Regions from separate parts of the Zea mays genome. Here regions 1 and 3 are each linked to region 2. A link is a contact called in public Hi-C data. All regions are on one chromosome and are shown on one strand. The core of a region is the stretch at or near the end of the contact, and the rest is flanking DNA. Distances in the headings are between cores, read along the strand shown.

What was found. A called contact is a pair of places that touch in the nucleus more often than the background predicts.
Region 1: a Hi-C map of ear shows a contact between it and region 2, with 4 times the contacts expected there. The contact joins the promoter of LOC100276129 here to the promoter of LOC100280862 in region 2. A contact is called at or near these places in 2 of 25 Hi-C or Micro-C datasets (ear and leaf).
Region 3: a Hi-C map of leaf shows a contact between it and region 2, with 3 times the contacts expected there. The contact joins the promoter of LOC100282763 here to the promoter of LOC100280862 in region 2. A contact is called at or near these places in 6 of 25 Hi-C or Micro-C datasets (ear, leaf, root tip and 1 more).

Annotation. Positions count from the first base shown.
Region 1 is chr9:72,648,820-72,652,697 of Zm-B73-REFERENCE-NAM-5.0, forward strand. It overlaps LOC100276129, which reads right to left and starts at 2,253. Exons shown (of 4, transcript NM_001367839.1): 1 at 2,094-2,253; 2 at 1,908-2,008. The coding sequence starts at 2,096.
Region 2 is chr9:72,405,178-72,409,347 of Zm-B73-REFERENCE-NAM-5.0, forward strand. It overlaps LOC100280862, which reads right to left and starts at 2,511. Exons shown (of 3, transcript NM_001367144.1): 1 at 2,257-2,511; 2 at 1,957-2,148; 3 at 1,162-1,854. The coding sequence starts at 2,475. The coding sequence ends at 1,303.
Region 3 is chr9:72,206,536-72,210,699 of Zm-B73-REFERENCE-NAM-5.0, forward strand. LOC100282763 (Ribosomal protein L1p/L10e family-like) reads left to right here and starts at 1,963. Exons shown (of 10, transcript NM_001374368.1): 1 at 1,963-2,604. The coding sequence starts at 2,041. It overlaps LOC109942288, which reads right to left and starts at 350. Exons shown (of 3, transcript XM_020544178.1): 1 at 305-350. The coding sequence starts at 350.

The DNA.
Region 1 (3,878 bases), core at 1,003-3,502, 240 kb after region 2:
CGATGGCTGTCAGCCAGGAACCCTGTACTGGATCTTCCTATAAACTGTAGCGGGTTTTCGGAAGCTAGTGGAACTTTGTAAAGGCCTCGTAGTGGATCCCTAGCCATTCACCTCGGTAGTGTCTAAGGGCCTTGCAAACCCAGGCAACATGGGATACACGACTTGTGGGTAAAGATGCGCAACCTCTGCAGAGTGTAAAACTAGTATACTAGCCGTGCTCACGGTCAAGAGCGGCTCGGACCCTCACATGATTAATTATGGAACTTAAATTCAATTTGACATTTGCATCGCATTTGGGATTATTTTACTATTACTGTTCTTTATTATTATTAAGGTTTGGTATTTACTTACACTTAGTAATTGCTAATAAAATTTTGACCAACTTATAAAAGCAATGCTCAGCCTCAACCTCTGTTTCATTGATCAGCCTTACACTACATGAACTCCCACCTTTGGTGAGTTCATGCCACATTATTCCCCACGACTTGTTGAGCTATGAACGTATGTGAGCTCACTCTTGCTGTCTCACACCCCCCCCCCCCCCCACAGGAGAAGAACAGGTGGTCGAAGAGGAGCCGCCTAACACTGAGGAGTTCGATCTGATCTAGGTGGCGTGTCTCGGTCGACATTGGCGCCGACGATCCTTAGTTCGTTTTATAATTATTCTTTTATTTTGTAATAAGCCTTCCGCTATGTAATAAATACTCTGATGTTTTGTGACATTTATCTCTATACACTCTGTTATTATATATGTTGTCTTCTTTGGCGCATGTATGAGATGCACCTGGCTTTGTTCCTTAAATCCGGGTGTGACATCGAAACTGTAGGCACTTGAGCACAAATTGATGGAAATACATTGCGTTGAAATTGAAATGTAAATCAAGATCAAAATCAAAGCAGAAATGCACAACACATGATGGGTACGCCAGCATGTGATATTTGACCAAAGAAAACAAACATAAGATTAAATTTGGGAATTTAGACAAGCACAATAATATACAGGGAGATCCTCATGTAACTGAAAGTAACCATAAGATTAAATTAGGACTTTAAAAAAACAATATTACATGAGGAGAGCCTTCTTGTACTGAAAGTGCTGGATATTATCTTTATAGATTTCTTAGTACAACTGTTAGACTAGGAATGATAGTTCTGTTAGGCAATGAATTCACACACATAAAGGAAGAAACAAATAGTCAGTTGCATTCACAAAAAGTTTCTTCAAGAGTTGGTCAGGGTCAGCACCACAGACTCGGTTAATCAAGGTACCAGGCAGCAGTTTGTGTATGCATAGTCAGACAAGGTATGTGTGTTTTTCTCCAATAAATAGTTAATTCTACTAACAAAGTTATATGGTGCATGTTCTATTTCAGCAAACAACTTACCAACCCAGTATAAAAAGATTCAACAGGTCAAAAAGGAAATCCCTCTGAAACAAGCACCAGAGTTAAATGCTACTATACTCCAAAATGCCCATCAGGTTCCACTGGTTGCTGTTGCAACTTCAAAATCACCCCAAAATGCCACAGGCAAGAATGTTCTCATCAAACCTAAACCCACACTCCAATTCATGAAAACAGTAAGCACCAACCCCTGTGTGCCATCCAACATTACAGAAACACCCACGGCGACTAATAATAATCCATGACTGTCCCACCATGAATGGAGTTTTCCCCTAGCAGCATAGAAAATAGATGCTAAAACTCGACAGCTAAATACATCAGATGAGGGCAACAGATGAGATCTCCAATCGGAACGAGCGGGCAGGTCAATACACCCTACCAATAAACTCAGCAGACACGAGGCATGTGCGGGTAAACACATCAGATCAGGGCACCAGGCAAGTGAATGACTCGTCTGCCAAATCCGCAAGGTACAGTAACAGATGACGGACGAACAGGACTCACATGAAGAAGGAGGCGGTGAACATGAGGCCTACGGATACCATGACGACGGCCAGCGTCGGGTACCACTCCACCGGCACGGGGCTCGAGATTGCCTTCGCCGCCTGCGACACGAATCCCCTGGGTCAGCACAGCGGGCTCCCAAGCAGAACCCTGGATCTACGCAAGAGAAGGCAGTGGAGAGTTCACCATTCCGTGAGATCTGCTGCCGCTGTAGTCGCCGCCCGCTCCGCCTGCCTCGTCGCCCCCTTGTCGCCGCCGCGATGCACAAACAACTTTGTGACGACCAGAGCCAAATGGATCCGTCCGGGACGATCGCAAGTTTTAGTGGGCTTCGGATCCGAATAATGGGCTGCCGCATGGTTACGTCCCTGTTTGTTTTAGCTTTTTTTTGGGCTTCTGACCACCAAAAGCTGTTGCGGACTGCCAAACGCTCAGCTTTTCAGTCAGCTTCTATAAAATTCGTTTAGGTAAAAATCATTCAACATCAACATAAACATATAATCGGTTGAATCGTTGCAATAATAGGAATCTGTCACTTTCTAGATCCTGAGTCCTATGGACACATTTATCTTCTTCCGCACGTAATCCTAATGATACTCAGATTCTCTACACAGCTAGATTCTTCCCACAGCCAGATTCTCAGAAAAGTTGGTCAGAAAAAAGCTGAACCAAACAGACCCTACGGACAGGAAACAAAAACAACGGTTTGTTCCTTTTATGGGATAGCCCAACGGGCCAACGAGCCTCACAGACAGGCCTCTTGAGCAACTGGAGTATCAAAGACCCATTGACCGACAAAAAATGATCTATACAGATAGCTAGTGCTAGGACTTAGAGGGTGTTTGAATGTACTAGAACTAATAGTTAGTTGCTAAAATTAGCTGTCGGTGTTTTGGGTCCGACCGCACACCCGGGGTTGCCCCTCAAGATGTTTCTAGGAGTAGGACGCTGTCGACGACTGTAGCAAAATGGTTCGTGCCGATCGCACGAGGGACAGTGGACAAGATTTACAGGTTCGAGCCGCTTAGAGATGTGTAATACCCTACGTCCTGGTGAGTATGTGAGCGTGGTTACAAGAGGGCTCTCTGGATTGAAGACACAGAGAGTTGATGTGGGTGGCTAAGTAAGATAGGGTCGATCGTTCTAAAGGGGTGCCCCCTAGGCCTTATATACTCGACCGTGGGGCAGTACATGGGGATATGATAACAACAAGTAGCTAAAAGGTAGTGAACCTCTTGAGTTTATCCCTATGTAACCCTCGCCGACTTATCCTCGCATGGCTCCGTTGCATGGGGCTTCAGCGCGGGAAAGTCGGGTCTCTGTTGCGATTTACTCGCTCAACGTTGTGGGCCATCCGGGCTTGCACCAATCCGGTATCACGTCGCTCTGCCTTGTTGGTTGTTTCTTCCCAGGCCCACGAAGGAATGACCTCATGATTTATTGGGCCCTTAGGCCTTTCGTGAGGTCTTTTACTCCTTTAGTGGACCCGGGGGATATCTATCCCCCACAAGCCCCCGATCTTTGGGTTAATTTAGAAGTAATCAGCCCAAAGATCCCAGGTCCAACTTGCGGGTGTTTTGAAGAAGAACGTCTTCCTGCTGTCTTCTCTTGCTCCGATCACTCATTTGACCGAGGCTTGGTTTCATGCTTGTGCCTTGGAGGTCGGCATTTCAATTTTGTAGGATTCTGAACTTTATTGGGTGCACCGGAGGTGCACCCAATGGGTGTAGCCCCCGAGCTTTGAGTAGATTTTAGAAAACAATCTACTCAAAGGTCTTCCCCAGAAATTATCTCCATTTGTGCTCCTGCATCTTGGTTGAGGGTTGGTCTTTTAATCTTGTCCCTCGCCTTAGAAGTCGGCACTATCTCGGCTTGGAATGATAATCCATGGGGTGCATCGGAGGTGCACCCAATGGGTGTAGCCCCCGACCTTCAAATGGATTTTTTAAGGATAATTCATTCGAATGTCTT
Region 2 (4,170 bases), core at 1,261-3,760:
ACAAGCCAAAGGTATCAATACAATATAAATTCTGATAGTGCTCGTATGTTCATTATGTAATAAATATGTGGATGGGCAACGCATCTCGTGCATATAAACTCTTATTTTATGAATGATGAAGACGTGTTCTTCATAACCTTCGGCTGAAGATCATTATATCCAAAAGGAGATAATGCTTCGAAGGATGAAGGTCCTTAACATTTAACAATTGTGTTGTCTTGTTCTTGATTTACAGTAGTTGAAAACAAGTGACCATCTGGCGTCTTCTAATGATTTGAGCTTATCGATCGGTTTGGCCTCGATCCACTTGGTGAATTTATCTGTCGCTACGGTCAGGTGGGTGCAGCTCCTATGCGCTTGCTTGAAGGGCCCGACCAAGTCCAACCCTCAGACCGCAAATAATGGCTAGGTGACCGGTATGGTTTGGAGGGCTTGGGCTGGCACGTGTGTCTGTCGTGTGTAGTATTGATAGCCTTCACAAGATTGGACAACCTCATTGGCAAACCTAACCATCTTTACAATTACAAACCCAAACTATGCTATGTCTACCAATTGTGCCATTGAAAACAATAAACTCTAGGCTAGTTTGGTGATAAAAGAATTAGAAGGGATTTATAAAAGAAGAAATTCTTTAGGATCCATAAAAGAGAAAAATACTTGCTATACTAAATTGAAGGGCTAGTTTAGAAACTATATTTTTTAAGTGATTTTTATTTTTCCAAGGAAAAATAAACTAATTTCTCTTGGAAAAATTAAAATCTCGTGGAAAAATCTGGTTTCCAATCTAGCCCGAATAGCAAGGATTTTTTCCATAGATCATTTACAGTTCCCTTGTCACCAAACCCAGCTTTTACCCAGGCCCCTTCCGGGCACATCCACAGCCAAATCTAAGAAATGTCACTCGATAACATCTGGTTGGGGTGAAACAAACACGGCCATAGATTAATCTTTAATCGCTCAGTTTAATTTATTTGTTTCTTTCAACTGCAATAATAGAATGAGTACCTTTTTCGTGAAGCTTGTTCAAACGAGACTTCGGAAAAGAGCTCTATTATTCACAGTCGATACATGTATTGTTCTAAAGGATGGTTTCAATGGAAAAAAATATAGAACAGGAAAAACGCCTATATGTATATGGCGTGAACATCAAGCATTTTAAGATTGTCTTAATTATTTTCACTTGTATCATGCCCAGGAACCAAAGACTTGATCTTGGAACGAAAGGGAAAGATACGGTTTAGTGCTTTGTTTCAGAATTCAGACAACTCCCCCTGTCATCCCGTCTCTGAATGCAAGCCATTCTCAATTCACCTTCCGGCAGTTGAATCTGACCTCCGTCGGCGTTCCGGCCGCCGGCGCAAGACCGCCCATCTTCACCATCGCCTTGGCAAAGTCGGTGGCGAACATGCGGGCGTTGCCGCTGTACTTCCTGACCAGCGCATCCTGCGGCCCGCCGTTGAAGAGCTCCTGGTCCGAGTGCAGCAGGCCGCGCTGCGCCATCAGGTTCGTGTAGTAGGCGTTGTCGAAGGCGTCAGGCGTCTGGTCGTCGAACGGCGCGAGGTTGCCGTCGCCGCCGCTCTGCGGGCACGTCTGCTGCCGCGCCGCCGCGAAGGAGGCGTTGACGTTCTGGTCGGTGTAGATGCGCCCGCGGAAGAAGAGGCAGCGCGCGCGCCCCACGGTGTGCGCGCCGGAGAGCGCCGTCATGTCGCGCGCCGAGAGCCCCTTGGCCGCGAACGCGGCCACGAGGGACGCGGCGCCGGAGCCCGGGCCCGGGAGGTTGGCGTTGGCCGCGCTCTGGCTCGCCGCGCGCGAGTCCTTCCGGCCGAGCTGCACGTTCCATGTGGGGCCTCCGAGCTGCATTGCATTGCATTGCGTGCGGATCAGCGTCGGTTCTGGACACTGGATTATTACGGTCGTGTTGTTGTTGTGTTAGCAGCAACAGACGAACTAACTGACCAAGTCCACGGCGTCACGAGACGCCAAGGCGACGATGTCGGCGCACGACACGGTGCCCTTGCAGGCTGCTTCGACCTGCGTCTTGATGGCGTCGATCACCTCGTACCCGCGGACGGAGTTGGTGTTCGCTCCGGCGTTCTTCTCGCCGGTGAACGTCGAAGTGTCATCCAGGAGGATGGACGCGTCACAACCCTGCGCGCGCACATGCATGTCAGTGGTTCCGCGCACTGCACACTGACGTCTGATGAGTGGCAGCCTAGGCTAACCGGATGGCAATATAGGATATTAAATGTGACCGACATTGACGAAACAGTCGTGGAAGAAGAGGCGGATGATGGAGGCGCCCATCCTGGGCTCCTTGGCGACCGCCTGCTCCATCACCGACCGCACGATGGCGGCCACGCTGGGGCACGACTTGGCGTAGAACTTGGTCGAGAGCTTCCCATGGCCATGGGACGGAAGAAGCAGGCAGAGCAGCAGAGTAAACAGAGCAACGCTTCTAGCCAACGACGTGCCCATTTCTGGCTCAGCCCACTACGTACTGAAGCAGAGCAGGAAGTGACACTGCCCATTTTTGTGGATTTATAGCGCTGGACCGCCCGTACACGCTACAATCTGTTGCTCGTGGTGTACGCCGCTATTGACGGCAGTGATTGGTGGACGGCTGGACGCTCATGGTGGCCTTGGTTGCGGTTGTGCGCGGCGCACCACCGTGCCAGGCATGAGGCATCCAGCACCGGCCGGCGACGGAGCGGGCGCATCAGGCTGGGTCGGTCCTGGCTTTGGGGGAACAAAGCGGGAGGGTGACCCTGGAACCGCGGTTGCTTTGCGCTCTCTTTCCTGCCTGCCGTCTTTGCGTGCAGTGGGAAGGTTCGGAACATGATAGAAAGGTACCTAAAACCCTGCATTTTAGATGCTTTTTTGCTTGCGACTGTATAGTGGGTGCCTCCTGCCTCGGTTCATTGCTCAATCCGGTCTTCGGGCGTTATAGAAGGATACTCTAAGCATTCTGACGAAGCATTGCTAGGTCTCCATTCGCCATATTATTCGTGATTTCTGACCATACTTCTGTCCAAGAAGGATGTAATTATAGGTCACGTGCTAGTTAAAGTGGTTCGTGTTCAACCAAAATTCAATTAAATACTATTCACATTTAACATGTTAGATTAATTTACAATGAAACTATATTTCATAATTAATCTAATAATATTTATTTGCTATTACAATATCAATCTCAGTTAGTGTTTTACGAAAGTTTCATGGGTATTACATATGATGACATAACGTTATATTGATAAAAAAAATAGATGATAAAAGTTTTATAAGAGCGGAGAGAGTTTCGTGTGGGCAAAACTCTTCTGCACTCTTTCTAAAATATATGTGTTATAAACTAGGACATACAATCCTTAGTAAGATTGGTTAAGATATTAATTATTTTTTATTTATAATTGATCAAACTTAATATAATAAAACATGATGTTTTCTAAAAAATTGGGACTGTTGATCATTTGTTCTCAAATGCTGTAAATCAAGAACAAGATAACATAATTGTTAAAATCCAAGGACCTTCGTCCTCCGAAGTATTATCTCCTATCGGATATAATAATCTTCAGACGAAGGTCATGAATGACATGCCTTCACGATTGATAAGAATTAAAATACATAAAGGCATTGAATGTAATCTATTGACTCATACACATATATATTTCATAATACACACATGAGCATTAGCAGAGTTTATATTACATTGATACCTTCGGTTTGTTCGAAGGTGAAGACACCAGAAGATGATTACAAATCAGCGTGAACAGTACGGTGCAACTGTTCATCTATTTATAGGCACGAGACACAGCCCGAGTAAAAGTACATTTATGCCCTTGAGTATCACCTATAGGCATAACACGAATCATTAAGGATTGAATAGTCTTTGTCCCTTTTCGGTTATCATCATATTAAATCTTCGTCGCCACATCAAGCCGAAGCTCTTCGGCTATAGCTTCGTCGTCCATTCTAATTACCTTCGGGCTACATCTTCACCCTACCACGACAGAAAACCTTCATTCTTAAGCCGAAACCCCCCTGAAACGATCCATGTCATACTGAAAACATATGGTTAGTCTCGTTTTTGAGGACCTTCGGAAGAGGAAGGCCCCCAACAGGGACATTTGTGATTATCTCTCTGGTCTTGGAATTGTTATTTTATCCCTCTGTTTG
Region 3 (4,164 bases), core at 713-3,212, 200 kb before region 2:
TCACTTAAGTCATTGCAACTTAGAAAATCTGGATCAGCTCTCATATCAATAATGAATATCTTAAGTTGGTCTTTCAAAACTATGCAATTATATGTAGAGAAGTCCACATCATACAGTTTAGCAAGCTCAATTAACTTATCTCCATCAAAATTGGCAAAAGAATTTCATGGATCAAGGCAGGCAATGCATCTCAATAATTGGGTAGATCTTTCACCAAAACAGTTGTTCAACTCCACAATAAGTTGGTCAAGCACCACATTAAATATTTCATGTTTCAAGTGATGATGGTAAGTTATAAACTGACCTCCACGACCTCTTGAGCGACCTCTAGCAGTGGTTGTATCCAACATGTTTGGCACAATGATATTTGTTGTTTGAATAGATAACAGTAAAAACAAAAGGCAACATCTTTGGTAACACTATACTCTAACCAATTATGGTTCTTGAACCATGAATCATGAAATCTTCTTTGTCGGTCTCCCATCTTTTTTAGGATATATATGGCCAATTGGTTGACATGGACCCTGTAACAAATACTCTCTTCTAACAGCATCCCTAATGTTAACATCGTATTCATCAATTGGTTTTCTAAGCCCAGGATCAACAACTATATCGAATACCTGCTCAGAAGGTGGAATTTCTTGCTCTTGTTCATGTGAAGTTGCAATTTCTTGGGCTTGATTGTTACAGGTTCCGGTTTCCACTATTGGTTGAGAATTGAGGTTTGATCTTGGATGCACATTAGGCACGACGGGTGTGAGAGCTGGAGAGAAAAATGACCATAATGTTCTATGCCTCTTCTTCATTTTGATTTTTATCGGCTCCTTGTATTGTATCTTCTATAAAACATCTAATTAAAGCCTTAAAAGTTAAAGGGATTGAACACTTGAAATCTTCTACATGCTATTTCAAGTTTTCAACGGACGACGCGAGTACGCGACGGCAGAGGGCGTAGAGGGGAGATGGCAGATGAGCTCGGCGGGCCAGCGGCGGACTGGGTGTATGGGAGGAGGACGTCGCGTCGCCGAGAGGGGAGATGGGCAGATGGCGCCGCCGACTCGCCGAGAGGACTGGGCGTCTCACGTCTGGGCGACGGACTGGGCGTCTGCGCGGGCGAGGCCAGACCGGCAGGCGCCAGAGGCCCAAAGGGCGCGACGGCAGGCGGCAACAGAGGCGGCGGCACGACGCGACGAGCACTCCACGATGGCCGCCTAGGGTTCACGAGCTCTAGGCTGTGCCGACTATTCTAAAAAAATATTGGGCCTGCATCTCGAACCGTGGCCCAGGCGGCCATGGGCCTGGGTCCACCCCTGGAGAAAAGACACCTGAGGAAAAAAAGGACAACCAACCAAACCATAGCCAAATTGCACGCGTAACAATAGGTGAAATTGACTTTAAGGCATGTTTAGTTCGTTACCTCAATTGCCACACTTTACTTAACTTTTCTGTCTAAGATTAGTTATTCAATTCGGACGACTAACCTTAGACAAAGTGTGACACATTTAGGGGCTGTTTGGTTCGTGGCTAAATGTGCCACACTTTGACTAAAGTTAGTCGTTCGAATTGAAGAACTAACCTTAGACAGAAAAGTTAGACAAAGTGTGACAACTTAGGCATCAAACCAAATAGATCCTTAGCCACAAATCAAACATGCCCTTAAGGTCTGTTTGGTTCACTGTCTAACTTGCCACACTTTGCCTAACTTTTCTGCCTAAGGTTAGTTCTTCAATTCGAACACCTAACCTTAGGCAAAGTGTGGCGTAGTTAGCCACGAACCAAACAGGCCCTTAGTCTTCCACTCATACTCAGGCTGGGCCGTCTCAAGATGGGAACATTCTCTCCATCAACGAAATAAGCCCGAGATAGACAAACACTCGGGCAACCGACCCACCATGATAGGAACTACCCAACAAAGTAGACACAGCCCACTTGCTTAACGCGAGAAACCCTCCTCCTCCCCCCATTTCCTACATCTTCCAGACTAAAACCCCAGGCCTCGCGAGTCGCCGCCGACCGCCGCAACCACGCGCTACGCCCCCGATGGCTCACCTCCGGCTCCTCTTCTCATACTTGCGGCGGAACCCGCAGCGCCACCGCCTGCTCTCACTCTTCCACTTCTCCTCCGACGCCAAGTCCAGCTCCGCCTCGCCGCCGCCTCCTCCCATCAAGCCCGTCTCCTACGCTCCGAAGCCGCAGCAGCAGGCCCCGCCCGAGGAGTCTGCCGCCCCGACAACCCCAGACGTTGCCCCTAGGGACCAATCCCCACTGCCACGACGGCCTCAGCAGCCGATGCCGCCGCGGGAGTGGACGCGGCAGGATATGCGGTACGTGAAGGACGCGGCGCCCGCGATCTCGCCCGTCTCGTACCCGTCCAGGGTCGCGCCGCTGCCGGAGGACCGTCCGGTCGGCGGCGAGGTGGAGGAGGTGCAGGACGGGGGGCTGCAGGGGGAGTCGGAGCGGATCCAGATGAACGCGGCGCGTCCCACCAGGAGCGTCTTTGGGATGCACGAGGAGGATAGGCTGCCGTACCCGACGGTCATACCCGTCGTCAAGCGGCCGCAGAAGGTCGCCATTGATTTAATCGACGCCATCCGCCTAGTTAAGGTCTGTTATGATTTTGATTTATCTCCACAATTCAAGTAGTGTCCATAATGTTGACCTTGAGAGGAGGATTCCCTCTGACTTTGTTTCATTTTGGCATGCTAAGAATTGGAATTAGAAAACAATGAACTGTGTGATTTTTGTAATGGCAGAACTAGGTTTCTGATTGCAGCTCTAGCTTATATTTTCACGTAAAGTCAAATAGGACGTGTCTCATGCATTTCACATGCTACTATGGTTGTTAAAACCGTGGCTAGGCCATAGAATCACATGGCTTACGAACCCCACTTTGATTAAAAGAATCGAGTCATATCTGATATAGTTTCTGAAGAGTTGCTCTCCAAGTAGTAAAACCCATTAGAATCATGCTCCAGATTGATCGTCGTGTTGCGATATCACCTGCTCCTAGGAGCTATGTGGCCACCTGGGTGCTTTAAGCTGCTTCACCCTTGAGATGTTAAGTGTCACCATCCCCAATTGTTTCACAGCTCCTGTGCTCACATGCTCCAAGGAGCACACATCTGCTGTGGCAGTGCCGACTGCCTGAGGTAATTTCTGAGGAAACAAATAAAGAGAGTTTTTTTTTCTAGATTTTACATTGATTCTACTATTCTGATCCTACCATTGAGTCTCTGATTTAGTCTACAATCTTTGATTTTGGCATCATTGGATGCTGCACTGGGTGAATGAAACCTGAACTGCAATTTTTAGAGTCATATAATTTGTACTGCTGATCCACAACAGTCAGTTGGATTGACTGTTTCATGACCCCAGTACTGTGATTTTGCATGGATGCTTCCTGGTTTAAGATAATAACATATCCCATGGCCCAAACGCCTGGCATGTACTTTTGGGTTGCATGTGATCGAAGATGATCTGGAAGTGTCAAAAGTCAATTCCTCTCATGTTTATTGCCATCATAGCTTGTGATGTATTGTGCTTGAAGTCTGCTATGGTGGGTCGTTCACACCTGTAACAAGTTTGGAAGCTTCCGTTGTGGGAAAAATGGTCTGTAGTTTTAGTTTTGAAGATAGTTTGTAATTAGTGCCTTTTGAGAATGATGTCACTTCCAATTCCAGAGGACCATGTAATAGTGCTTGTGAGAATAGTGATGGTTTTGACAGAGGCTGACCATCTTTTTCTACCTGAAAGTCTTTCTTTTGTGAGCAGGCTAGACTTCAACCTTTCAGATTGAATGAAGACAAAAATGTTGCTTTTCTTCTTACTATATATTCTCTTGCATAGCTGTTTGGTTCTTTAGGCTCCCTCAGCCTAGCAACTTCTCCTATCTCTCCCCCTCTTGTGGCTTTGTTCATAGTTTTGGCTCTTCTTTTTTGTACAGTTTCTTTTTGATCAATAAAAGTTTAACAGTGGGGGTCTCCCCTGCTGTAGTTTCCACTATAAAAAGAATAGTGATAGTTTGGTTATTTAAACATATGGTAGCCCAAATGCAGAACTTAATCACTTAGCCTCCGATTTTGTAACCTCCTCAACTTCCTATATCTTCTAATTCATAGGACATGTAGTGGGTTCTGAGAAAATGTGGGTACAATGCATGGGTCG